Regions from separate parts of the Mus musculus genome. Here regions 1, 2, 3, 4 and 5 are each linked to region 6. A link is a contact called in public HiChIP or PLAC-seq and promoter capture Hi-C data. All regions are on one chromosome and are shown on one strand. Each heading gives the region's core, a stretch centred on a gene start, on an enhancer-like site or on the middle of the called end of the contact. The rest is flanking DNA. Distances are from core to core; before and after follow the strand shown.

Region 1 (4,294 bases), core at 285-2,784, 870 kb before region 6:
CTTGACAAAGTTTCCCATCCAGTTCTCTTCCTTGGAGGCTGAGGTGGACATGAAAAGGGACCTGAAATGTCCATCTACATCCTTAAAAGGATAAATGGACTGGCAACAAATATGTCTGTGTTCTTGGTCAAATTATGGTCACAATGCCAACTTGAGATGGTCACCACATATAGAAAGAGATCACATGGGAAAGTGTGTACTAAACAGCCTGGCACATGGTGAGTACCAAGCAAATGCCAAGTAAAGTTTTCTTAATAACTGTGAACAGTGTGAAGAAAACAAGTTATATCAAGGTACCAGAACTGAATCATACTGAACAAAAACCTCACTTAGCCAGCAGTGGGTGAGGGAGAAGCGTGGGCACATGGAACCAAAATAGAGCTAATTTAGAGGTAAAGTCTGCAGGACCAGGTGTCTCTTCCTCTTTTGGGCGGCTCTTCTTGGATCTGATTCTTCTTACTATTCATCTCATTTTCTTTTGCCATAGGCCAGATCTCTCTCTCTCTCCATCAACAATCATGGCTGAAAAGGAAGAGGCACAAATTCCGTCCCAACAGGACTTTGTCTTTTGTGGATCACACGTTCACCTCTCAGACCAGGAATCAGAAAGCATTCAATGATAGACCCATTTCAGCCTGGCTCCTGTTTTTCAATAGCAGATGAACTATAAAATGTTTGGTCATGTGTAAATGCCTGCAAAAAGAATATTTTAATAACATCTGAAAAATCAAATAAAATGTAAATTCCAGTGTTCAAGTTTCAACCTAGTTAGAACACAACATAGATATTTCTTGATGGACTGCCTATGGCTGATTCTCTACCATAACAGCAGTGCTGAATAAAATTCACAGAGATGGCATAGCCACAAAGCCGAAAAAGTTGGCATCTTATCTTTATAAGAAAGTGTTCATGATCTTGCCCTAGGTCGAACATGATGCACAAGGATTCAGGACGCTCTCAACCAGACAAGTCAGAGCCAGCCACCCAGCCCTGGAGAGCACGAATAATTTACACTTGAACATTTGCATTGCATCAGACTATGCTATAAGCATGTTGTGTTAACATATTTAATCTTTTTTCAGAATCCAACTGGCAAATGTTTTTATCAACCATTTGATAGATGAAGAAACTAATCCACATAGTTAAAGAATTTCAAAAATCACACAGCTAGTAGGTAGCATAGAGAGACTTTGGAGCAGATCATCTGACTCCAGAGTTCTCCTTTGACCTCTATACGATGTGTTCCAGAACAAAATGGGATAAAGGGCAAGAGGAATGTGAATGGTTTCTTAGGATAAAAATGAGTTCTTGGGGAAAAGAAATAACAGGTGCCCAAACATTACATCAGAACTGGCTTGAAACTAACTTTGTCTAACTTCTTAGGACCTTGCATTTTTTCAAGTAGTATAAAGTAGATAAGATCTGCTCATTGGAGTGATTGCAATGATGTTAGTTAACCTTCACTGAGCACTTATTCTAGGGCAATACCAAGAATGTTACGCATGTTGTTTCAGTGGAGAAACAAAGCTTAGGAAGGTCACATAGATTTGTCTAGTCACATGTGAGGCAGAATCAAGGCTTTGGTGAGAAGCCAGGTCTGTCTGGCTCTAGCTCCTGACCACAAAACCGTTACACAGCACAGCTCCCATCTCAGAGATGAAGGGATAAGATATCTAACAGATGTAGCAGAGGGCCTTTCTCATCCTAAGTTAGGATTATTGTCCTTTCTTTTTCTTTCCTGACTTTTCTTGTTCATGATGTGGGGAGATACACACACACACACACACACACACACACACACACACGTGTCCTTGAACAGTTCTACTGCCTTTTTTTGTACTAGGGATGACATATGTATATATGGATACATACATACATACAAACACGCATGTATACATATATGTAATAAAATAGTGTACACGTGTCCTTGAACAGATTTACTGTGTTTTCCTTTTGGTACTAGGGATGGAACCAGGACCTCATGCATGTTAGACATCACTCTACCATGGAGCTCCATATTCCGCCCTTTTTATCAATATTTTTTTATTTTCGTTTTGAGACAGTATCACATTAAGTGTCTGGAGTTGGTCTCAAACGCACTTAAATAACCCAGAAAGCCCTTGAATTTGGCATTGTTCTGACTTGGTATTTAGGACTATTGACCTTTGCCACCAGGTTTGGCTTCTGTTGACCTGTGCCACAGGCTTGGTTTCTAGCTTTTATGTAAAAAGTAAAACAAACTCCATTCAGTCAACCATGCTGTCAAAACAGAAAAGCAAGTATACTCCTGGAATCCCAGTACTTGGAGAAAGGAGGCAGGAGAACTATGTACAAAGCTAACCTAGGCTACATAATAAGGCTCCATTTTAATAGTAGCAATAACAGTAATAGTAGCGGCGGGAGTAAATACAGCAGAGCAAAACTAACAGAGTCTCAGAGGGAGAGAGGGAGAAGAACGCTTAGCAGGGTGGCAGGGTGTATACCATGTAAAGAGGCATTCCAAAGTTTGGAATCATTTCGTTTGGAAAGGAAAACTCCCAGAGGCATAATGTTCACAGTATAATAAGCTGGTGATAGGTATAGGAAAGGCTAATCAGGTCTTGGTATTTGCTTTTCCCTCAAAACACAAGAACCAGGCTGTTTAACACATTGTATAATAGCGGTGTCACCTTCCACCTTGGACTGTTATCAAAGTGAGATTTACCCTCCCTTCCTATTGACCTTGGTGCCAAGCCACACCTCCAGTCCCAATCAGTACACAAGACATCGCACTCCACACGTACCCTTCAGAATCTGCTGATTTCTAGCAGGAAGGTGCCTGGAAGCTATGGATGAACTTGAAGCCTGGTGAGTTGAAAAGGCTCAATCCACACTTGCAGAGCAAGCCGATTTGCACATCCTAGCTTTAGCCTTGACCTTGTAGTCATAGAAACTAGATTGAGTAACTGGGACTCAGTATCCCAATGTTTAATATGTTTGGAAGGTCAAGCGATGGTTAGGGAGGTATCAGCAAATGCAGAGTGTTCTGCAGCCCGGCTCAGCCCAGCACTTTTCCCGCTAACTCATCCTGCTCCTTAGAATAAATAGTGCTCCTCAGAAAGAAGCTAGAAGCTGGACTTGTCAAAAAAGAAAACCAATCTGGAAGAGGTAGTGCCCTTCCTCCTTTACTTCCCTTCATCAACAATAAAGTGCAAACTTCAAAAGAAACAAATCTGTAAATGATGAACACCAGACTCAAAGCCCTTTTCCAGAGTGGAACCCTGTGGTCAGAGAGCGGCAAGGGCGATCCTTGGACGACTTGGTTGCCATCCAAGTCTGTTTTTAGTGCAGAATAGAGTTCATGTTTTGGAAGCAGAATCCTTGACTTTTTTATCCTGTTATTCAAATATTTCCTAATAATCTTCAGCATTTATATACTCAAGAGACCTCAAAGTTAAAGGATGCGGGTCTCCAGTGTTTTTCCTTCCTGTAGCTAATGAATAGATGTTTTCTTTCTGAATTCACTAGCCCTATCATACTTCCCCACCCCTACCCCCACCCCCACTCAAAGTACTCCATAGAAAGAACTCAAAAAGCAAAATAGCTGAACTGTAAGTTACCAAGTTTGGAACTGGAGTCAATGTTATGAATCCCTTTTCAATATGGCAGACCTATGTTGAAAGAGACTGAAGTTTTAGGACAGAAATACATATTGCATAAACTAGCTGCAGTTAAGTGTGGTGTTTCTGGTGCCACCTATTGGTCATTCTATAAGATTGAACTATGTGGCAGTATCATATAATATAAATGAATAGAAAATATGATTTATGGTGTAACATTCAAAGTTATATATTTCAATAGGTCAGAAGAATACAAAAATAGAGTGCTGTGTTTGGATATCAACTTTGGTTGTAGCTACGATAAACCATGAGACTGTTTTGTTATATAATTTTTACCTTTATTTACTCATTAATTGAGTCTGTGGAAAGAAATATATAGTGAGGCATCTCTGGGAACTCTAAGATTGGTGAACCAATAGTCATGTTTAAGAGATTTTATGTCTTGTATAAGAATTGTGGTTGGTATCTTGTTCAGACCGTTCTACCAACCAGTGAACCTAGGCAGGTGCCCTCAGATGCTGGGAAAGATGCTGTCCAATATAACAGACAGGTATCCCCTTCTTTGAAAATTGTTCTTGACCAAAAAGAAGAGACCTTGAGTAGGTGTGAGCCAACCTGATCAGGAGGCTTTGTACCCACACATATAAACATACACACACACACACACACACACAGACACACACACCTGATCTCTG
Region 2 (4,715 bases), core at 1,286-3,785, 550 kb before region 6:
TTCTACATCCACACAGAGGCATGGGAAAGCATACTTGCTCTGAGAATGGTAAAGTTGTTTACGATGTTGAAATCTCTCCCTGGAGGGGTAGCAGGCGAGGTCATTTAAAGGAGATTTTAAATGTTGACTTAACTTATCACAGGCTATAGGTTTTATAAGAGTCTGTTAGCCAAAAGTCACTAAATATAGCTTCTGCCATGAGGTTGTTTTCCTTGGAGCAGTTAGAGGAAAGGTCACCCTGCAGGTCTCAGGGAATGTCAACACAGCCTCCTTCAGAGCAGGAGATGTTTCTGTAGAAGAGCCCAGCCACATAAACAGGAGTTCCAGTGACCTTCCTGGAAAACAAGAACAGACAAGAGTGATTTAACCATGTGCAAATAGTCCCTAAGTACATAGACCCCGGAGCTAATCAAGCTTATGAATGGGAAATTAAAAGAAAGGAATACTGAAATTCATCAAGTACAAGGGTCAAATTCTATCTCAGGAGAGAGCAAAGAAAACAAGTCGATGTTGGTTATATAAGCTAAATGCTGATGCAAACAAGACTCGCATGGCTGAGGTCTCATCTCCTTCTTTTAATATAAATATAACAGTACATGGACATGTTATTCAAAAGGCGATCTTGAACCTCCACCTTTCAGTCCAGTCCCCTTTGAGTTTGTTTCATTCAGTTTAAATCTGGATTAGGTCACCAGTTAAAATTTATAGATACCAACTCACATATCCCAAATAAATAGTGTCTCAACACTGAGAACTGATGACTGAGTCAAACCATGAGGGTAAAGGCCAAAAGAATGAAATTTCTTTTTAAAAGAAGTAAGTAGAAGGCTCGGGACTCCACATGTCCTTCAGGGTGTTTAGAAAGGGCCCAGGCACAGCTGTGTTTACCACAAGTGCTAACCACTAAATAGCCAGGCCTCTCCTGGCAATCATGTGAAATGGATATTAAAATCTTCATTCTATTGATCAGCAAGTTGAAGCTCACAGAAGTTAGCAAAGTCATCCAGGATCACAACAGAGGAGGTTGGATCACCATTTGAACCCAGGAACTAACTTCAAAGTCTGTTCTCCCTTGCTAGTGGCCCCCGGCCTCTTATGGGCAAATCATTCTATACACATCTGTGTGCATCCCTGTGCTCTTCTGCTGATGTCCCAACTTTCCAGGCACTAAACCAGCCTGCAAAAGTCCATATTACTTCTGAAATAGGAAGGCTTTAAAAAACTGGTTTGAATTAAAATATCACTAGACTGAGGTGTACAAAAGTAAAAGATAGGTATATATATATATATATATATATATATATATATATATATATATATATATATATATGTGTGTGTGTGTGTGTGTGTGTGTGTGTGTGTGTGTGTGTGTGTGTGTGTTTGCATACACACACACACACAGATACACACCAACCCCCTCAAATGCCAGGTACCTGGGATAAAACTTCCATTTAAAGTGTACTTATTAAATGAATGAATGTTTAAATGGATTAGAGAGCCAGCATGTTGAAATGGACTTGAAACTCAGGATTCACTTCTGTACTGTCTCAGCCTCGGCTTATTGATCTACAGAATGGGAATATTTTCAAGGCCTACCTTACAGAGTGGTAGATGCAAAAAGTAATAACATGACAACTCCATGATATGGAGAGCTAATGAGAACCACAGATACCCATTTATCCCATTGGCAATGACTCCTTTTGGTAGAGAGGAACTGACTTCACAGATTTCTGAAAAACACTGCCTTTTTTTAACTATAAGAAATCATCCTACAGTCCAGGTTGAGCCCATTTCTGGATGTTTGGACTGCACAATAGCTCTTTTGAAAAGTAAAATTTGGAAGCTACTGTCATAAGAAATGGAAATTCTTTGTAGATGTGGACTGAGTCTTCCTCTTTCTGTGTTAAACACCATGACCAAAAGCAATTTAGGGAAAAAGGAGTTGATCTGGCCTACAGGTTAGAGTCCACTAACAATGGAAGCCCAGTGTCTTAGTTGCTTTTCTTCTCTATTGCTGTGATAAAACACCATGACCAGGGTAACTTATGAAAGAAAGTGCTTTACTAGGCTTACAGGCCAGAGGATTAGAGTACACGATGGCTGAGCAGAGGTAGCAGGCAATTGACAGCAGGCATGGCAGGGTAGCCACTGAGCATTCAGATTTTACTCCACAAGCAGAAAGCAAAGAACACACTTGAAATGGCTCAAGTCTTTTGAAACCTCAAGACTCCCTCCAAAAAGCCCTCACCTCCTAATCATTCCCAAACAGTTTCACCAACTGAGGACAAGTATTCCAATGTATGACTCTGTAGGGCCCATTTCCATTCAAACTGCCACACCAACGCAGAAACCCAAGGGAAAAACCTGGAGGCTCAAACCGCAGCAGAGATGATAAAGGAATGCTGCTTACTAGCCTGCTCCTGTGGCCTGACTGTTTTGGTCTCTTTTACACTCCAGAAGCACCTGCACAAGTGTGGCACTGTTCACAGGGGGCTAGGCATTTCTGCATCAATTATTAAACAAGAAAATGTTCACACAGGCCTGCCCACAGATCAATGTGATGGAGGTAGTTTCTCAATTGAGATTCGCCCCCCCACATGATTCTAGCTTGTGTCAAGTTGACAAAAACTAACCAGAACACTCACAGTGTACTTAAATGTAGACTGTTGTTATAAACCCACTCTCTAATTCATATCTCCTGGTGGCAAGACAGAAACTGGTTACCCTTATCTCTGCTTCACAATGGCCATTTGTCCCCTAGGAAAAACAACATCCTTCCTGGTTCACCTGGCTAGATAACAGTTGGTCAAGGTCCAGGAGAATGAGAATTAGGTCCATGTAAGGCATTAACAGCTAGAAAATCCTGCTATTGATGGGTTTGTCTTTAGTTATATTATGTCCCATCCTTGAGCCTCCACCCACTCATCCACACACACCAAGTATGCATGTGCAAGGCCTATTCTCAGCCCCTCCCAAGGCGTATCTGTTTGTTTTATTACTCTAATCATAGTTCACTTATCGACCCAATCATCCCCAGCTGGACCCATCAAAGTGCACTTGTGTTCTTGGGGAAAGGAAGCTACTTTGTTCTCAGATGTCCTCTACTGTGGAGGTACAGTTGAGTGAGGGCCATGAGGATGCCAGAAATAACATTATTTAAATTTTAAATAATAAGCTTTTGGGAATGAGGGGTCATGAAGCATTCACACTGACACTGAATTTTCCCAAGAGGAGGATGATTCATAATCTTTCTAGCTATTCATCTCTTGTTCAGTGACAACAAAAATTCCAGAGTTGTCAAGTACATCAGGAGCAGATTCTTCCATTCCTCTTCTATGACGCTTCTTATCAACACTTTTGCATAAACTAGTCTTCCAAAAAAAACCAGTTGAAACAGCCATTATTTTCATGTGATTTTGAATGTCACTTGGAAATCACATCACCATGATCCATTTACGCTTCAATTTCTTCTTCTGTAAATGAGGACAATAGCACCTGCCCTGTGTAGGCTCAAATAACATAAGCCACAGTTTTTCATGTACTAAAACAATATAATATGCAAGGCATCTTTTATCATTAACAAAGACACTGGACAAATCATCTACCTACTTGTGTTATCAATTTTGTTTTTACTAAACAATTGTGTAAGCAATATAGAATATTACATTAACTCACTTTTTAAAGGATACTACTCCGTTCACCTCTCCAGCGGTGAATAATTCATTTTAGTTAATATTTGACATGAGGCCCAACCTTAATACCAATAGTAAGTGAGGATATACAACCAATCAACAGGGATGAGGATAAATAGCAGCCATTCACTCAAGTATCCAGCAATATACTCAGTACCGAAGAAGAGTCTGTAGCCTGGTCTACATAGTGAGTTTGAGTTTCAGGATAGCCAGGAAATAAGAGAGAGAGAGGTGGGGGGAGGGAGAGGAAGAGAGAGAGAGAGAGAGGAAGAGAGAGAGAGAGAGAGAGAGATACTGATTTTCTGAATCAAATGAATTCCTTTAACAGAAACCTCAGGCATCAGTAGATATTGTTTGATGTTAAGGTCAGGACAGATACAAAAAGAAACAATGTATTTGTCCCCCAGTCCTTACAGCAGTACTTCTATGTGCAGATTAGAAAACTGAGGCCCATGATGGATTAAGTGCCTTGTCTAAACTGGTAACAGGAGCTCTCCTATAGTGCAGCTAGCTAAGAGTGAACACTGCTCACATTCTCTAAGTAATTTTGAATTTCAGTTTGTTTACATGTGTGTGACCTTTGAAATGTTAACTGACAGCTTCTGTAGACAAAATGGGGAAAGTCCTACTGCCTCAATGTTTCCAGGTTTTGGTTTTCCTGGTCAATTTGTTTTATTCTGGGATGATTTCAGATTATACTAGCTGACAATATATATACTTTGTGACAGCAACATAGTACAGATTTTTTATTATAAGAGAATTAAGTAATTTTTGCTTTACTTCTCAGGTCCTTTACAGTGTAATTTCAGTTTTTTGCGAGTTATTATTATTACTAAGTAAACATTTATAATTATGCAGAGTATTAAACTATTTTGTCAAGAATGTCTAAAATCTGATTAAAATCAAATCTCACTATGTCCTGAAAATTGATTTTACAAAATATATCCCAAATTTTAAGTATTATTGACATTTTCTAAATCTATAAGCTGTTTTTTGAGCTAATTTCATATTGTTTCATCTGAA
Region 3 (4,851 bases), core at 1,462-3,961, 630 kb before region 6:
TGCACTGCTGAACACCAGTTGTTTTATTCTCAGAGCCAGTGCACTGCTGAACACCAGTTGTTTATTCTCATGGTTATGCATTTGGCAAACAACTTACTGCTGCGAGCCAACATGAGGAAAGTGAATCCTATATCTACACAGCCTGAGAAATGAGAGAAATTAGAGATACAGTTTCCATGGAACTGCCTTACAATTCCTAAGTCTCAAGTGGAACACTTAAGTATGTTGGGCATCATGCTTTAAGTAAGCAAATAGATCCACCAAAAAAAAAAATGCTAGAAATGCTATCTTAGTTTTATCACAATGATGGTGAGATTGTAAAGGTCACTTAAAATGCTCAAGGTCACATGCACTAGTAGAATCCAGTCCATTGGAAGCCAAAGCTGTCTGTCTTCTTGAGTCTTTCAGAAGTTCCAAGAAGACGGGCATATAAATAAAGTCCTTGCAAGAGAGACTGGTTTAATGATATACTAGATACACTTGGGGGCATTTGGGGGATCATGAAGGAGGAAGATGAGCCACTGACTCTGAAAGATGTCATAGAGAAGATGGTATTTGAACATATGGAAGGGAGAGAGAGGCCTTGCTTGACAGATTCCCAAAGCAATTCAACAAGCTGGGTGTGTTCTCTGTGCTAACCAGGCATTGACCCAGATACTGAAGGTGCAAAGACTTGTAAATGGTTGTTTAATCTTTTAAACAAGGTTTTTATTTATTCCTTGGGTGTTTCATACATATCACATTCATCTCTCTCTCCCACTTGTTCCCAGATCCCCTCCTTCTTCCTACCCATGTGACTTCGTGTTTTGCCATCTGTCTCAAAACAAACAAACCCCATGGAATTCAGTCTGCGTTGGCCAGCTGACCAACTACTCCTGGGCGTGGGGCCTGCCCTAGAGTGTGACCCATATACCAAATATCACTCCATTGAAGAAAACTGACATGCCTTCACCCAGTACAGTTGAAATAAAGATCATTTCAGCTGATAACTGAAGAGAGAGGCTTCAGGAAGGCACTCATTCCCACCAGTCTTGAGGAGATGGACTCCTGAGGCCAGGCAGGAGGACCTTGACAGCAGGAGCATCCCTGCCTTGCAGTTGGGCCATGAGAACGGGATGGAGTCTGAGAGAAAGAACCACACCACCTGTCTGGTGGCCATTCTGAGAGCTCATAGCCCTGATGATCAGAGAAGCTACTCACCTTCCCTCACCAAACAGCTACTTTTTTATTTTTATTTATTTATTTATTATTGCACAAAGACATTTCAGGACCTGATAACAAAGGGATCTGCAGGCAAAGGCCCTAGCCCAGTGAAGCCAGTATCATAAGGGGGAGGCAGGCAATATACCACAATAGCAATGAACTAGTAGATGACTTGTTCATTTATACCTAGGGGAAAACCCTTTTCTTATGCATCCCCTGGGGATGGTCAGCACTGAAGGGAATGACTAGAATAATGGCTTCCAAGTTGACATATTAGGGGCAACCTCAGAGACGAGATGTGGCAGTTGTTTAGAAGATTGGAATATGATGTTCCCAGTAAAAGTGTTAGCAGAGGCAAAAGCCCTGAGATGGAGGTGAGTAAGACAGGGAAATGGGGAGAAGCAAGTCAGAGGAGACCTCAAGGACAGCACAAGGTGAAGTGGGATGAGATGAGAAGCTGGCAGGAGCCAGGCTGGGCTTAACCAAGGCCTCCTGACAACTTAGGAGTTATCCCATACACAGAGCGATGTATTTCCTTTAGAAGGAATCTCTTGAACACTAAGTGGAGGAAGTACACACTTAAATTCAGGGAGAAGTGGACATCAAGGTGTGAGTGACCTAACATCTATGGTCTATGGCTGGTTCCATGGGGTTCCTAGAAACTTACTTAGGAAGTGGGGAACGCAGATCAACAGAAGAGAACGTTCTACAAAGCAGGAAGTGTTCTGTACCTATATACATTCAAACATGGTCTCAACTGGTTTAAAAGAAGGCACTTACTGTGACTGGGATTTAAAATTGTATTTTATTTAGAAATTTTATTTACTGTAAAATGGATTTAAAATTGTATTTTATTTAGAGTATTACAGCTACATGTGGCTAATGGTTACTATACTGACAGCATTCTTGCCCAGGTCTTGCTCAAGAGGTGGGGGCATGCTGACCCTCAAGTGTTCTCCCCTAAGTGCCATTCAGACCTCTGGATAGAGAGTGCCAGGGTACAAAAGCACAAAAACCCTCATGTGGGAGGAAAATGAGCTTCATCCTGTCTTGTTATGAAGAGCCCCCGCGCATATCCTCAAGGAAAATCTGGTCCCGCAAGGAAAGGTTTGGAGACTGTTTTACTGAATGCATCAGTCCCGTGAGCTAGCACTGCCTGTGAGGTGCTGCCTTTGGCCAGAGAGTGACAGGGGACAGTAGCGCCTTGCCCCACCTGCTCGCAGTGGGACTGCATAGACTTCAGCTTCTCCAGTTAGGCAGGTAAGCGGAAGAAGGAGAAACCAAGGTTAACCACAGGTACTGAGGGTGCGGGGACTCCTTGGAGAGTATTCTCCCATATGGGGGCAGGGAGGCACGGGCTGTCATCCGCACGGGATCTGCTTTCTGGGCTTGCTTTCGCTTTGCTGGCTGAGGGGTGAGCATCGCAACCAAGCGAGGAGCAGGTGGCCTCGGACAAGGGGAGGAGGCTAGCGCCTTCCATCAGGAACCCCCAGCCTCTCCGAGAGCTCAGGTCCGGCGCCCTGCTGGCGCGCAGGACCTGGCTTGCCTAGAGGGCACCCCTGACCTTGGTCTCGCCCTGGTTCCAGGTCTGTGCCAGGGCTATGGGCGCCGCGCTGGGCACTGGCGCGCGGCTGACCTCCGTGCCTCGCATAGCCTGCAGCAGTCTTCGGCGCCAGGCACCTTCCGCGCCCGCCCAGGGCTGCCACTCCAAGTCTGGCCCGCCTCGACCCGTACCCCTGAAGAAGCGCGGATACGATGTCACCAGGAACCCCCATCTCAACAAGGTAATGGTCCGGGTAGGACGTTGGATCCCGTGGTTAGCAGGGAAAGACGCCCCGCCCCCTGGGCTTGGGACGAAACCTATGGCGTCCTTCCAGAGCCCTCTGGTTTTGCCTCCTGGATATTGCTCTGTTTGCTTTGGCCTTTTCGTCCCCCTCTTGACATGGAGAGATGTGATCAGTTTTACTGACCTTAATTTCCTCAGCAAAAACAATACAGACCCAGTGAGTATTCCCGATGGTCCCTCTGAGCTAGAGTCAGATTTCCAGCAGATCTTGAGGACAATTCATTTGACCTCCGTGAATTAAAGTATCTGTTAGAGATTTCTTAGGAATGTTGCAAGGTTTAAAAGGAAAAACAGGAAAACGGAGGCAGAGTTCTTAGCACAGACTCGGGCACCAATGAGATAATAAGTGTTAGCTAATGATATGGTGAATATCTGGGAAAACATGAGTCCGGAAGACAGAAAAGTCTAGAATTATAGAACTTTTAGTACTGGAAGAAGAATTAAAGATTTTAATTTAAACCAGTCCTGTAACAGAATGCAGAACAAAGGGGTCTTAGCCAAGGTGACCAAATGCAGATCTCTAATGCTTTGGCCGTGTTCAGCCCACTGCAGATACCTGCATATTAACCTAGGAGCACACCTCCTTCTTGTAGCAATCAAGTTTGTATCTTTGGTTCAGAGGATTGTGAGGAACAGAAACTGGAAGCCAAGACTCAAGCCAGTCCCCCACTCCCCACAATTCCTCGTGTTTAACTAGCAGGCTCAACGTTTTTCAGCCTAATAGTATGACCTCATTTGATTATTGTAAAAAGTTTCAAAACCACTGGATTTGAATTAATATTTAAGCTCTCATAAATGCTTGCTAAGCTATTACTGCAAATAAAATGTGAGAATAGTCCTCATGCAGGAAGTTCTCAAAAAATGTTAGTAGTTTCTCTGATTCAGGATGGTGAAATTCCAATGACACAACTTCTATGGAAAATGCTATGTTAAAGGGTGAGGCCAACTGTGCAGTGCTGTTTCCTACAGCATCAACTGAAACTAAGGAAAATGTCTGTGTGCTCAGATTCACTTGTCACACTGACCCCCTACTCTCCAAAGAGACCTTGAGTTCCCGGTACTCTGCTCCGGTACAAAGCATTTAAGGTATCCATGCCTGTTTGAATTGCTTCAGTAGTGCTAGAAGGTGAGAGCCTCTTTCAGCAAATAAAAAGCCCTTCACCAAAATCACATCCAGAGAAAGGGCTGCAGGTGAGGCTTGATGGAGAAGCAGAGGTGACTCCCTGACGGTGCAGTCTTGCTCTGGTTTCTAGTCTGGCTTTGTGATGCCACTTTATGTGAAGTCTGAGTAGACCACCTCACACACTGTAGGGGTTCTCTTCCCATACCCAAGTCAATCACCAATAACTTAAGCCAACTGGAGCCTGGAGCCTTCACCCAGAATTAAAGATAAGGTTTAAGGTAGGTTCATCCTCACCAATTGTCTTAGAATAGAAGAGACATTGGTCCCCACAATAAACCTGTAGTTGTCATAAGAGGGGAAAGACAGGGTTTATGGTGAGCAAAGTAATATATTACTACTTACTATAGGCTTCAATATTCTAACAATTGCCTTAGATGTATGGGTACATTACCAACCAGTAGTTATTGTTTTGTAAGTAGTTATGAAAATAATGTTTTTTAGTCCTGGGTTTTGCTCCGCTAAAACAATTCTTGTCCCCTATGTAAATTGTCTAAGAGATTCGTCTCCCTAAGTAATAAAAATGGAGGTTATGCTTTAAGTATGCAGCCTGAGATTTTCATAATGCCATAGATCTCTAAAGATGCCTGACTGGTCAGAGGTAAGGAGGATATCAGGGATG
Region 4 (4,447 bases), core at 1,760-4,259, 600 kb before region 6:
GGAGAGGGCAGAGGAATAAGGCTGGAGGAAAGAAGTGGCGTGTAGGGCCTGTCACCATGGGCTCACAGTTTTCCTGCCATGTGAAAGTGACCTACAAAGCTCCAAACTCCATGGGAAGTTCCTAATTTTTTTAACAGTGCATAGTGGCATCCAGAGCTGTCAATATTATCTCACCCCTCATAAATGGTCATTTGAGGTTCCTGGGGATTTGATAGTTTTTGTCTCACGGTGCAAGTAAAAACAAATGGAGAATTCTGTCTAAATGAACTTTTGTTGTTCCTTATCAACAACCATAGTTTAAGCTTGTTCTACAATAGTAAGCTAGGAGTATTATGTTCAAAGGAACCTGGGAGAGGTTCCCCAACAAGAAGACAATAGACAAACCAGTTGCTATCTTTATTTTTTTTCTTCTCTCTTCAGAATAAGAAACAAAATAGAAGAAGCAAACAAAAACCCAGGACCATTTCCCAGCGTGGGAATGCGATCCTCTCTAACTGCAGACTTTGTGTGCTGTAGACAATGCCCAGGGCACAGGACTAAAATACTACCAGACATCCTTTGCTTGTCAGTTTTTTTTTTAAGAAGGCACAGTAAGTTTATTTTAAACCAAAGCCCACAACTTTGTTGTGGGGCAGGCAAGCAGAGCACCAAGTAAGACAGATCGCCCTATGGTTTGTGTACTAATCAGACAGAGGGACCACAGGTTTAAGATGTGGTCCCCAGTGGCATCTGTCCATTAGTTGACATAGTCCCTGCTCTCAGGATATTAGCACACAGCCTAGGGGCTGGGAACTGCTCAGGCTAATAGGCAGGACAGGAAGGTGTGAACAATGGGCTTTGCCTCCATAATCCCAGGTCTCAGCTGAAAAAGGTTTGAATAAGAGCCTCCATTCTGCGTGGGCAGGTAGAAACACACAGCTCTGTCATATTTCCTGTCTCTTTATTCTACTCTTTTTCTTCCTCCTTTTCTCTCTTCTTTCCATTCTTCATGCCCAAGACAGCTATTGATATGAGAGACAGAGTGTGAATGGGGAGCAGTATGTAGGGACTGAGCTCACAGACTATGCCAAGAGTAACAGAGAAAGATATTCTCTTCCTTCCCTCCTGACTACACTTCAAAGGCAGTGAGCATCAGAGGTTCAGTGGCCTGCTCTCTTCTCAGCAATACCATCAAATGGAGGCTAATGACTAAGCTGTATAAAGCCCAGATGTCCCAGCCTAGATGGTGGACAAGCAGCTTCATGGTATTGCCCTGGTAACTTGATCAGATAGGAAATGAGAGCTTGGCTTGAAAAGTAGAAGTATCGAATGCATTGACAACCTCAACATCAACTAACACTGTATAGTTTTCTGTGTACCAATTACTATCCTAAGCTTTGTGCCTGTGCTAACATTGCACATCTCTTAATAACTTTGGAAATTAAGTGCCATTATTATCCCCATCTTAAAATTAAGGCACGGAGAGATTCAGAAAGTTGTTCAAGTGAGACTGTTCAGCAAGGATTCATATCAGAGCACTCACGCTTCTAAAAAATACCACTCATAACCACATGCTAGAAAGCTGCATGGGGCTTTCTAGAGTAAATAATGCAACATCAATATCCTCATAATGTCATAGGTCTTTTCCGTTTAATAGCCTCAGGCCATTCCACTGGGACCCAGCAGCCTGTGTGAAGCCCACATTATTCGGCCATCACTGGGATCTGTTACAACTCCAAAGTTCTATACTGTCTAAAAGTACAATCTGCCTCCTTCCTGACTATCCACAAGTACAAGAGGATGGGCGCCTTGCTCGTGACTCCTGTATTTTCCACCCACATGGTCTCTATCCCAACAGCCTGTCAAATCTGCCTCCCCAGAGTACATCTATTGCAGTCCGTGTGTCTGGGAGCTGCCTGTCAGTCCAAACCCACTCACTGCCCTGCCACTTGCTTCTCTACTCCTACATCAGGCAGCCCTCATGCCCTACCCTGAAAACAGCTTCCAAAAGCTTTGCTCTGTTAAATGTTGTGCTCTTTGGAAGAGTCACAGATACTGCTCGCTTTATAAATAAAACCTAGGCTGTCACAAGTCTTCTTTAATCAGATTTCTCCACCCTGGCTCTCTCATTGTTTCCTTTTGCCTGTAACTGAAGAAAGCACAACCCCTTATTGCTGGTTCTATACCTTTTTGCTTTTGCTTAATCTCCTTCCCCCAAAAGGATCCAGCGAACTACACCTCATCTTCATTGGTGCCTAGAAAGCCCTACAGCCCCTGGTAAACACTGCTGATTTATGAAACCCTTGTGATTGCATCAGACAGACAAATTCTCTTCCCCTAGGTCCCCTGAGCACTGTCCTATTTCTCCCCTGGCCTGGGAAGAACATTCACTTGGGTTTAGGAATAATCCTGACCTGCAGCTTAGACCTCTGTAGACTCCTTCTCCATTACTACCACGCCCAAAATCTCAACATCCTCAGCAGCCTGTCTGTACCTTCTCACTTCTCTTATTACATTCCTTCGCCATGCTGTTACCTTCTAGTGTTTTAATTAAATGATAGAAGATGTTATTAGCCAGAATTCCTACAACAAGCCTTACTGTCGGCTTACTGTAGATTCGAATTCTGGATTTGCTGGGGAAGTTTCTTTAAGCATGCTATGCTCAGTTTCCCAGCCTACAAAACAAGATCAATGCTAGAGTCCTTAGAAGGATTAAATGAACCGACTCCTCCTCTCCAATCTCTCAGATCAATATGTGACATACAGGAAGTAATTAAATGTCTACCCGATGCTGTGGTGTTCCATTAGTACCATCCCTCTGTGACACAGTAAGTAGAATGGAGATGATAAACTGCTTTAAACTTTTTGGGGGGAAGTTTCTGTGGCCAGAAACTAAGAAACCAAATGCTCAGCCATGTTGGTGGTGACTTAGTGGTCAACACCAAAACACATACCAGATACACACAGCGTCTTCCTGTGGGAACCCTCGGCATCCTGACTGAGTCTCTGGGATCTGGAGCTATGGGGTGTGCCAGAGGAGAGTGACAAAATGTGGCCTCAGCTGTGGTGGCTGACTCATGAATGGGAGGGTTGAGGGGAAGGAATTCTGAAAACTCTCCCTCCCCACACGTTTCCTGTCAATCCAGCCATGACCCGAGGTTTGCACTTTTGTGGAGAAGCAGTATCCATGAGGTTTACCCAAAGGTTACCCTGGGGGATGCCTCACTCCTTACTACCGCTTGTCACCTTTCACTACCCAAGGCCCAGGGGCAGTTCTATGACTACTTCAAGACCCTCATCCAGGTGAGTGGGAGCTTGTCACATGGCCAGCTTTCCAGTATGTGACTAGAGAATTGATACTTATGGTGTTAAAAGGAGCCTCAACCTTAGCGATGGAGCCTATGGAAACTTGTTATTTGTAAATGTGGAGACTGGCTGAAGTACAGAAGGAGAAGTAGATCCCTAGGGGCTAAGTCTCAAGTCCTCTTGCTCTTCAGGAAACCCTTTCAATAGATCTGCCTGTTATGCCTAGCTCATGAGGACTAGGCAGATACAAGCCTAGGGAAGCAAGCTGCAGCACTACTCAGCAAAGACTGCACTACTCAGCTCCACACAGCAGTCCAGCTGACCTCTTAGCTCCTCCACTTACTTCAGGCCTTAGCTAGTTTCCTATTACTTTCCTAGCAGCTTGTGAGATTGAAGTGGTGATGTTGTCCCATGAGAGCACAGGTGCCTTTTCTCCCAATATCTCCTAAACACATTGCTTTTCGCGCTACTCAGCCCATCAGACCGTGGCTTCTGAGTCAGTAGTGTGACTGAGCAGGGAGAGCAGTCACTGTTGCTATGGACAAGATACCTAACCTCTCTGAACCTCCATTCTTCATCTCCCATGTTCTGTAATAAAGAGATGATGAAATAGTCCCTTGCTGCCTCACAGAACACTGGCACACAGTGGGGAGTACAGTTTCCATTATTAATGGTAGTATAGATTATCACAAAAGCTCTCCCAGACTGTATTTTGCCATGAGGTCCAGAATTAACAGAGAAACTAAAAAGAGTGGCCCTCCACCTGTGTATCACGACTCCTTTGAGGATCAAACAACCCTTTCACAGAAGTTTCCTAAAACCACTGGAAAACACAGAGATTTACACTGCGATTCATAACAGTAGCAAAGTCACAGTTATGAAGTAGCAGCGTAAATAATGTCATGGTTGGGGCTCACACAGCATGAGGAACTCTATTAAAGGGTCATATCATTAGGAAGGCTGAGCACCACTATCTGAAGACAAGACACTTTTGATTTGGTGGGCTGAGCAAGGTGCTAAAGTTTTTTAAATGTTTACCAAGATTTGGATTTACGACTGAATTAGGGAATTAACCCTCCTCATGGTCTAGGGCTGCAGTGTTGTGAGTGTGACTCTGGTTGTTCACCTTGTTACACTATTCACAGTTTAAAGGCCCTTTGGA
Region 5 (4,463 bases), core at 124-2,623, 710 kb before region 6:
AAACATGCTTTTCACTAGGAGAGAAGGAAAAAATGTGAGACTTGGTATTGAACCCGTCTGGGTTCTGGAACCTGGTTTTGGATGCTGGGAAGATCTGGCCTCAGAGAGTTAGCACCCAGGCTGTGGACACTGCTGCTCTGAAGGGCCGATCCCACTGTACACAATACCCCCTAATGAAGAGCAGATTTTTCCCACCCCCACAATCTGGGGTGAATGCTTTTCCTCCTCACCCTAAGGGCAGAGGAGGAATGTTCTGAGAATATTTGCCAGAGAGATTCAGCCAACATCCCATTTGCGCATTACCAGTGACAGATTTCCGCCGCCTTTTGTTCCCATCATCATCGGAGTCTAAACATCCAGAATGGGCCTTCGCGCAGAGGCAGTAAGGACTCCAGACGGTGCCACTGAGGAGGGAACCTGGCTCTTGGTGTGCTAGCAGAAGCAAAAGCTTTTGATCATCTTTATAATCAAGAGACGAGGACTGTGCCTGGCGGGCTGGGTTGGAGGAGGACAGACAGATCTGCAAAGCAGGCTTTAAAATCCACTTCCCTTTCTGTAGCAGCTCAGGCACCATCTGTACCCTAGCGCTAATCCTTTAATATCCCTATGATATAGGGTTATCAAGTCTACTCTACACCTGAGAAGAGTGAAGCTCAGAGAGGTTAAGTGATTTGTGTAGGACTGCACAGCTGGCCAGATGCAGAGTTAGAACTCTAAGCCACTGTTTGTGTTTCATAACATGAATTATTCCAGTTCTGCTGCGCTGCCATGACCGCCTGTGGCAGGACTTTAAGAACACTCCGCAGCCATGTTGCCCACTTTGCAGCTGCCCTCTCCACAAGCCTGGGTGGGGCCTGGTTGGCAGAGTAATGAAAGAATGCCTCTGAGCACTGATCAATTCCCTGAGTAGTTCCCTGGAGTCAACCTCAGGGTCTTCCCACCAGCTCTACAGCTAAGCCTGACTTAGGCTATGGCCTATTATCATCTAATGAAGTAAATCTGGACGTGTGGCCTGCCCTGTAGCTCTGACCTATGTGTGCCTGAAAGCTGGCAAGGTTATTTTCTTCTGATGTTTGATTTGGTCACAAAAGAATTCGTAGTTCTCTTTCACAAAGTCGCCTCATAACTGATAATCTGTGTATATTATGTTGAAATTCTGCTAGTAAACAGCATCTACCCTCTCTTCACCCTCATAATAAACTGTCTAGTTTTCTTACAAATCAGCAGATGCAGCCAGAATTTCCTGAAGCCCTAGCTCGTCCACAGCTAAGATTCCCTTTTAGATTTGAAGTATGAGGAAAGGACCCAGTGTCTAGCCAAATGCCCAAAAGGTCTCCAGTTAGAATGATAAATTATTAGTCACGAGATAGGAATTCACAGAGAACTTGTGGCTACGTGCCCAGGAGAGGAGTATTATGACACATTAATGCAAAGGGTGTCAAACACTGTCTAGATTATTAATAAATAGCATGGTTTCCTACCTACACAAAGAACACTATTTCTCAAACTTATATACCCTTCTCAAATTATTAGAGGGTAGCCACGATCACAGAGTGTTGAGTACTGTATATTGTGAAATTGATAGAATATAAATGCATCTCAAAATTTAATACATTAATAAGTAGTTTTCAGTTCTTTGTATTTTTCAAACTAACTACATAAAATGCATCAATACTCATGTTTTAAAATTAATTGACATAAAATGCATCTTCATATTCATAACATTTGGGAAAATTTAACCTTGCATTTCAGGGAAGGTTGTAAAATAAACTCAGGACCAGGGATTGCTCACTGGCGGAGGAGCCTAGGGACCTGAATTTCAGGCTCGTGCTCCACACTGCGCATCAGACATTGAAATATAGAACAGGAGCACAAAACAGCCCGCATTGCTCGTGGGTGAGGGGACTGAAGCTCAGGGGGCAGACGTGATTGTACAGAGGTCATAAAACGCATTACCAGTAGAACATCAGCTCTCTTCTCTCTCATCTTTTTCACATCCAGAGGGAGTCAAAGCCTGATACTCCTCTTCAGCCAGGCTGTGGCTGAAGAAGAAACCTGATCCTCAGGTTGTCTCTAGCTGGTCACTGCTCTCTTTCCAGTCATCACACAGTGTTTAGTGAATAATACATGTATTCAATGATCAAACAAGACAAGTTGATTCATATGATTTATAAATAATGCCTCACTTATTTTTTTTTTTGTGCAGTCTCTTAGGTATACCATTACTTCTGTTTTTATTTTTGGAAGTAGAGTAAACTGTTGGCTCAAGATCTCATCGAATGGACTCTGTAACAAAGCTGTGTCCTGCCTCTGCTGTATCCTGAGACTGACTCTGGGTTTTGTAAGAGCTGAAGCACAATCAGCTGGTGAATGGGAATAAGCTGGGCCCAGTCCGTAGGGACCATCAGTGGGTATAAGGGAATAATGAATTTGTTGACAGCATTAGAATCTATTGCAGAAAGTTCCAAGATTTCAGATGCATGTCATTATTCTAGGATATGGGATGGGAGTCTTGACAAGTCTTCCCACCCATTTACCATGGAGCCTTCTCTCCTTCAAGGGTGGTTCTCCAAGAGACAGTTTGCATAACTTAGACTTTTAAAAGAGTGTCCCTGGGCCTTTCTTGTCTGACTCATTGTGTGGTCGCAAGCTAGTGAGTCACTGCCATGTGACTCAGTTTTCACATCCCACGCAGGGCTCAGAGCTTGACTGCAGGGATCCTGGGCATGGCTTTATATGGTGGGGACAAACAACCAATGATGTTTTGGAGGGCCAGGGCGAGTTGCACTTTTCTTCTTTGACTTGTAAAAGCACTTGTCTGCTAGTTAGTGGTGTCTGTTTGTGGACCATGGATAAGAAACCATTAGACTCACCAACATCCTCACCATTTCTCATGACCCAGCATGAATCCAGTGTGTGCATAGCCTCTGTGTTAGTGGGATAGCATCGTGCATATAGGGTAAAAATCCTGAATGAAGAAACACGGATCCTCGCTGAGCTTGTCTTTTCTCAGCTATGCTAAGAAAATGAATACAACTTCACATTCCTAGTTTAAGTGTTGAGCACATTACAGTAAATCCTGGGATAAAAATTTCCCTAGGAATGTGAGCACTAAGCTTGGTAGCTTACTTCATAAATACTGTAGACTGAATCTAGAGAATAATTTGGCACTCCCCAATTTCTGCTTGCTTGCAGGACATAGTTCATTTGGCCATCTTCTGGGATACCCGGTTCTTTTTTTTTTTTTTCCGGTTCTTAATCTGAGGTCCTATTTCAATAGTGAATATTAAGATTTTGAAATGGGATTTTTTTTGTCCCTGGTTTATCTCAGACTCCATTATAATAAATATTAAGATTCAAAAATAAATTCAAACAGTTAAGACGCTGGAAAGAGACTTATGCATCTTCAGTCTTGGCCTTCAGCCAGATCAAGAATAGAAAATAAGGATGGAAACTGTTACCACTCTCTCTGTAGAGAGGAGAGGTAAGCTACCAATCTATTTCCTTTAGCTGAGAGCACAGAGAACAGGCGCTTGAAGCATTCCTGTGAAAGTAGACCAGGGTTGGGTTCTAACTCCTGTTCCTAAAGGGACAATGAAAGAGAAAAGAGCCAGAGTAGTGTGCTGGGTGGGTTTGTACTATATATACATCTAGAGGGTTTTCATGTCAAGGATGCAGTAATTTCCCATGCACTAGAAGTAGAGAACACCAGAAAAGAACACTACAGGGTTATCTTTGATCTTGTCTGCAAGTGCCTGCTGAAGGAGTGGGGGGATTCTGAGAGGGAGACTGGAGATGCGCTGCTTCTCAGTGCTACAAGTGGCACCAGAAATAGGAACACATCTGTCAGGGTCAAGGGAACTATGAGACAGAGGTCCTAAAAAGGGACCCCAGGGACGGCCCCAAGAAAAGAGTCCTGTTCTGGGCTGCTCTGGGCCTCTTGGGGATGCTTTCTTTAGCCAAAAGGCTAAAGAAAATGTTAAAGCTGTGAAACCCTCTTACCCCTCTGATCACCCATGGATCTAATCACAATAGATGTGAAGTGGCAGAAAGGGGGGGGGATTGGAGAGGAGTCAGTGATAAGTTGCATTTCTGCCATGTTGAAAGGTACAATTTTTCAACACACTATTAACTGAAACCAAAATAGATTTTGCTTAATTTTCTTAGTTACTAATAGACACCATTACCTTTCCCTTGGAGCCTGACCACATCCCCGTATTTCCATGTCTTTTTTCTGAAACCCATACTTTGCCTTAGGTTCTAATATCATACTGCCTATTATAGATGGGGATCTATTAGTATCCCATTATAGAAAGATGAATTCTCAGTGATAACACCTAATAATCACATTAATTTTCTGTATCCAGCATGGAGAGACATTTGGTTTGTGTGTGACCAAATCTTAAATAAGTGGCAATGGATATAGCTGCATTGATGGGGAAGCATCAGGGGGTATTTTGATC
Region 6 (4,504 bases), core at 323-2,822:
TATTATTTTGTAGGGCTGCTAATAATTAGCTCAGTGGTTGAAAGCACTGGACCTGGGTTCACTTCCCAGCACCCAAGTGGCATCTCACAGCTCTCTGTAACTCCAGTTCCATGGCTTCTGACACCCTCAGACAGACATCTGTGCAGGCCAAACACCAAAGGATATAAAATAAAAATAAATTATATATAGAAGAAATATTATTTTGCTTGTGTGTGTAAGCATGGTGTGCATGTGTTTGCATGTGTGTAGACATGTGTGGGAGCAGGTGCATGTGTACAGGTCGACAGTGGATGTTTTCTTTAACTGCCCTCTGCAGTGTATGTTGAGGCAAGGTCTCACACTTGGACCTATAGCTTGCTAACTCAGCGAGTCCAGCTAGTCAGTGGGTTCTGGGATCCATCTCTGCCTCCCAGACACTGCGATTCCACCATGCCCACCGTCCCAACGTTTCTATGGGCACTGGGGATCTAGAACCTGGTCTATATACTCACACAGCTCACATTTCCCCACTGAGTCATCTCCCCATCCCAGCAAAATTCTTTGGAATTCAAGTGTTCATTTATGCCAGGAACGCTTTTTGACCTAGAGAAGGTTTTCTGTCTCACTAGAATGCACTGTTAACAGAATCAGAAATGCACTCCAGCGTTAAAACAAAATGAAGTTGATTTACTTAAGTCCTTTTACAAGTGGTAATTCCATCTAAAATTACTTTAAAATCCTTCACACGTCTTTTCATATAGACTATATATATGTACATAGTCCCAAATAGTGTGAAAATGCAAAGCTTATTCATTTTAGAAAAGTACCATTAAAACCGTTTGTTGAGATCTATGTGTTTAGAAACATGTAGATGAATGACATTGTCACACATCTTTTGGAGGTATCAAGCTTTCCTCAGCTTGGGAACCACTGGGGACACTAGGAGAAGGAAGGAGAAGTGGAACCTCTGATTCCCCACTAAGTCAGTTCAGCACAGGTTTTGGTCCTGTCTGACCCCCAGTTTCTTTCTCCATCTTTTCCATCTCGTTTCAGAACTGTTAAGAGTATTCATAAAGCTTTGAGGAAATTGTGGAGTGGTAGACAGCAACACAAAGGTCTACTTATTCTGTGAGGTTGGGACTCCAAGACACCAAAGGGATGCTTGAGTCTTGGGATACTACCAATCATTATAGATGCCATCACAGCCTCCGCCCCCTTCCGTACTGTGTACCTATAAACCTGTAACAAAACTTAGTATAAATTAAAGATTAATAATACTGGAATAGAACAGTTATCAGATATGACAAACGTTACTTAAACAAAAATGCTTATTTCAGGCATTTTCCATTTAATACCCACCCCTTAAGCCCATCCATCACAAAGATCCTCAGGTACCTGAAACTGATAAAGGGGGACTACTGCATCAGAGGGCTGGGCATCTACTGAGTTAAGAGACTGCGCTAGGACACCCTGAAGGTTACAAACCTTTAAGTTTAGGGCGGCTAAAACCAGGCAGGTATCCCTGTCTCCAGAGTGGTGAAAGAGGGGCACGGCTTGGAGAACCCTTCTCAACAGTTCTTAACCGCTCAGGAACAACGCTCCGAGGGAAAAACCAGAGGGCGCGACCCCAGGCCCATCTCGTGTCAGGGCAAATCAAGAGGAGGGCGTGTCCGCTGTAGTGGGGGAGGGTTCCTATAAAGTTTTGGGGGCAGACTGAAGAAGTCAGAGGTCACACAAGGATGTTAGCTTTCTCCCAGTATCGTCTCCAGCGTTTTCAGGTGAGAATTCCGGGTTGTGGGCTGGTGGTTCTCAAGTACAAATAGCCCAAAGCACTCTCCCTCCCTCCCTTCCAACCCCATCCGGGTCACTTCCCGCTGTTTTCAAAGCGACTGGCATCTTCATCTACTATCCCATTCTGGTTTAGGCACCATGGCGATTCGCGCGCGCCACCTGGCGGGCATATGAGGAATAGTGCGGGTGAGGGAGTGCATGCAGAGGTTAGGGCAGTGGTCCAGTCCTTTCTTCTTTTCCCCCAAGGCCTCTCTCTCCTCTTTTCGAATTCTCTGTGCTTGGAAGGTGGTGTATGTAAATAGGACTCCAGCTTTGTGCGCATGCCTCGCTCGGGTCATTGCAAGCTTATATTTGCTGATATAAAATGACTCCTCTGTGATTTCAAAACAACTCCCCGGGTGTGGGAAGGGGCAGAACTCCTGTGACAGAGGTGCTCTGCTTTTCTGTCTGCGTTTGTCAGCTTGGTTTAACTCTTCAAGTGCTCACAGGGCAACTTGAGGCACTGAAGTCTTTGCATCTGTCTTCTCATTTTACTTTTAAGCGTTTAACAAAGCAATATAGTGCAGTTCAGCCTCATCCTGAAGGCAGTCTATTAAAGCCTCCCATTTCTCTCATTACACTCCAGTAATTTTCTTTTTTTGGCCTGGGAAGTCAGAAGCCAGGCTCTTTTAGGCCTCCGACTCACTTCCAAGTGATCTAGTTGGCTTAAAAAATAGATTAAAACATAGTAAGGAATTTTTAAAAACCTTTTTTGGTTCTTTGTGAATTTTACATTATGCACCCCAATCCCTCTCATTTCCCCATCCATTCATACTCATCCTTGGCCTTTGTAACCTCCCACCACACAAGATAACAACAACAAAAAAATTACAATTGAAAAAAAAATCAGGCCGGGCAGTGGTGGTGCATGTCTTTAATCCCAGCACTTAGGAGGCAGAGGCAGGTGGATTTCTGAGTTCCAGGACAGCCAGGGCTATACAGAGAAACCCCATCTCGAAAACCCAAACGAACCAACCAACCACACAAAACAACAACAACAAACAAACAAGCCACCTGCCCTCCAAAAATGCCTAGTGGAAGCTGTAGTGTATCACAGCGTGTTATACATCTTTACTTGCAACGAGTCGTTGGTCTGGTTGGAGGCTACTGGCTTTTGCTACACTATCAATACTGGGTCCTTACTGGGACTCCTCTTAGATATCCTGTTGTTGCCCTGTGTCATGAAGAACCTGCAGCTTCGGGTCAGCAGGGCTGGTCACCCCATCCATATAGCGATGGGAAAGCTGTTGGGTTAGATTGAGGATGAGGCGTTTAAGGTCAGCCTGGGCTACATAGGAAGATCTGGGTCTGACTGGTAGCTGAGTTGGTGAACTCACCAGCGTCCGGAAACCCACACCATCAGGGCCAGCTCTCCAGCACTGCTTCAGCGAGCTCACCCAATGCCACAGCCAGCAAGGGGCAGGGTCAGCTCTCCCACCTGCTACAGGTGATGGGGGTGCATCTCTCCTCACCTACGCCACTGCATAGCAGACAAGGGGTGGGGCCAGCTCATGCTCTTGGCTGGTGGGGCTCTAGGTTATAATTTTTAAAAGGTTAATACATTACTATTATATTAGTGACCTAATGAAGGAAGGGAACTGAGGGAGCTAGTTAAGAGAGAGAGAGAGAGAGCGCTGTCATCCTGGGCTACATTGAAGACTTTGTTATAGAAAACCAAACAGAAGAGCAGGTGAGCCAACAGGAGGAACTAAGCTGGGTGTTGTGGCACACACCTTTAATCCCAGCACTTGGGAGGCAGAGGAAGGCGAATTTCTGAGTTCAAGGCCAGCCTGGTCTAAAGAGTGAGTTGTCGCGCCCACCTCAGCCAGCAAGGAAGACACAACACGGTCGGATTCTTCTCAACAGCCTCTATTGCAGGAACGCCTCGATGCTGCTACGGGGACCCCGGGAACCCAGGGAGGACTGCTTATATACACCCGAGCACTGGCGAGGGCTATGTGTCCTCCTGGGATTGGTCGGCCTGTCGACACTTCATTAGCATTCACCTGCTCGGGAGGGGTTGGCACCAAGTGGTGACTAGTGCAGGCGCAGTAAGGGTGTTTATGGCCATGGTGTACTGGAAACCGGTGCCATCTTTTAGGCATCGGCTGCCTACATGAGTTCCAGGACAGCCAAGGCTACACAGAGAAACCCTGTCTCAGAAAAAAAAAAAAAAAAAAAAAAAAACCAAACAAAAACAAAAAACAAAACCAACAAAACAAACAAACAACCTCCTGAGATCCTAGTTTCAGTTCACAAACACACATTACACAGCCCCACTTACCCCGTCCTCTCCTGCTGCTGTGCCTCAAGCCCCAACTTGGGCAGACTTCTGCTGCCCAGGAACAGGCCGTGACCGTTTAAAGAACAGGTGCAGGCCAAGCCAACCAGAAAAAAAGTCGAAAGGTGAACTCAGACTGAGACGCACTCCTAGAGCAGATATCACAATAGACACCTGAACTGCAGATAGGCAGCCTACCAGAGGATATCCTCCACTCACTCAGTGACCCTGATCCTCATTCCTGTCCTCCAACTCCCCCAACTGGGGCAGAGACCTCTTGTTGCACCAAAGACCAAGCTAGGCACGAGAATTCTAACCCCCAATTTGGACAGATACTCCCTATTGAATCAGAAGTCATGCTGGCCAACAGAAATCTGGGGCACAAAGACCAGAAGACCAAAGAGGAAAAAGAAA

Evidence for each region. Promoter capture Hi-C pulls out the DNA fragments that hold promoters and counts their contacts. HiChIP or PLAC-seq counts read pairs in DNA pulled down with a chosen protein or histone mark.
Region 1: a contact with region 6 is called in a promoter capture Hi-C map of liver, with 2.2 times the contacts expected there. The contact joins the enhancer-like site here to the promoter of Ccdc83 in region 6. A contact is called at or near these places in 2 of 39 promoter capture datasets (the C10 cell line and liver).
Region 2: a contact with region 6 is called in a FOXA1 HiChIP or PLAC-seq map of pancreatic cancer cells. The contact joins the enhancer-like site here to the promoter of Ccdc83 in region 6. A contact is called at or near these places in 10 of 39 promoter capture datasets (the 3T3-L1 cell line, the C10 cell line, the HPC-7 cell line and 5 more) and 1 of 115 datasets of contacts at active chromatin or transcription factors (pancreatic cancer cells).
Region 3: a contact with region 6 is called in a FOXA1 HiChIP or PLAC-seq map of pancreatic cancer cells. The contact joins the promoter of Me3 here to the promoter of Ccdc83 in region 6. A contact is called at or near these places in 8 of 39 promoter capture datasets (the 3T3-L1 cell line, embryonic stem cells, liver and 2 more) and 2 of 115 datasets of contacts at active chromatin or transcription factors (embryonic stem cells and pancreatic cancer cells).
Region 4: a contact with region 6 is called in a promoter capture Hi-C map of stem cell-derived epiblast-like cells, with 4 times the contacts expected there. The contact joins the enhancer-like site here to the promoter of Ccdc83 in region 6. A contact is called at or near these places in 13 of 39 promoter capture datasets (the 3T3-L1 cell line, 3T3-L1-derived adipocytes, the C10 cell line and 7 more).
Region 5: a contact with region 6 is called in a promoter capture Hi-C map of the 3T3-L1 cell line, with 4 times the contacts expected there. The contact joins the enhancer-like site here to the promoter of Ccdc83 in region 6. A contact is called at or near these places in 4 of 39 promoter capture datasets (the 3T3-L1 cell line, the C10 cell line and liver) and 2 of 115 datasets of contacts at active chromatin or transcription factors (bone marrow-derived dendritic cells and embryonic stem cells).

What each region holds. Positions count from the first base shown.
Region 1 is chr7:89,389,302-89,393,595 of GRCm38.p6, forward strand. It overlaps a transcript of Tmem135 not described here. Among named protein-coding and RNA genes, the nearest start is that of Fzd4, 13 kb to the right of the region's middle. Within about 2 kb of position 1,535, at least 19 of the 459 cell types and tissues checked have an H3K27ac peak or open chromatin away from gene starts, as enhancers often do. A contact at or near this core is called in liver, where this site is marked.
Region 2 is chr7:89,717,571-89,722,285 of GRCm38.p6, forward strand. All of the region lies in intron 1 of Me3 (malic enzyme 3, NADP(+)-dependent, mitochondrial), which reads left to right. Among named protein-coding and RNA genes, the nearest start is that of Me3, 87 kb to the left of the region's middle. Within about 2 kb of position 2,536, at least 15 of the 459 cell types and tissues checked have an H3K27ac peak or open chromatin away from gene starts, as enhancers often do. A contact at or near this core is called in pancreatic cancer cells, where this site is marked.
Region 3 is chr7:89,630,107-89,634,957 of GRCm38.p6, forward strand. Me3 (malic enzyme 3, NADP(+)-dependent, mitochondrial) reads left to right here and starts at 2,712. Exons shown (of 14, transcript NM_181407.4): 1 at 2,712-2,987. The coding sequence starts at 2,805.
Region 4 is chr7:89,661,377-89,665,823 of GRCm38.p6, forward strand. The region is part of intron 1 of Me3 (malic enzyme 3, NADP(+)-dependent, mitochondrial); the gene reads left to right. Among named protein-coding and RNA genes, the nearest start is that of Me3, 31 kb to the left of the region's middle. Within about 2 kb of position 3,010, at least 60 of the 459 cell types and tissues checked have an H3K27ac peak or open chromatin away from gene starts, as enhancers often do.
Region 5 is chr7:89,558,483-89,562,945 of GRCm38.p6, forward strand. No RefSeq gene overlaps it. Among named protein-coding and RNA genes, the nearest start is that of Prss23, 43 kb to the left of the region's middle. Within about 2 kb of position 1,374, at least 48 of the 459 cell types and tissues checked have an H3K27ac peak or open chromatin away from gene starts, as enhancers often do.
Region 6 is chr7:90,263,860-90,268,363 of GRCm38.p6, forward strand. Ccdc83 (coiled-coil domain containing 83) reads right to left here and starts at 1,573. Exons shown (of 11, transcript NM_183293.1): 1 at 1,465-1,573.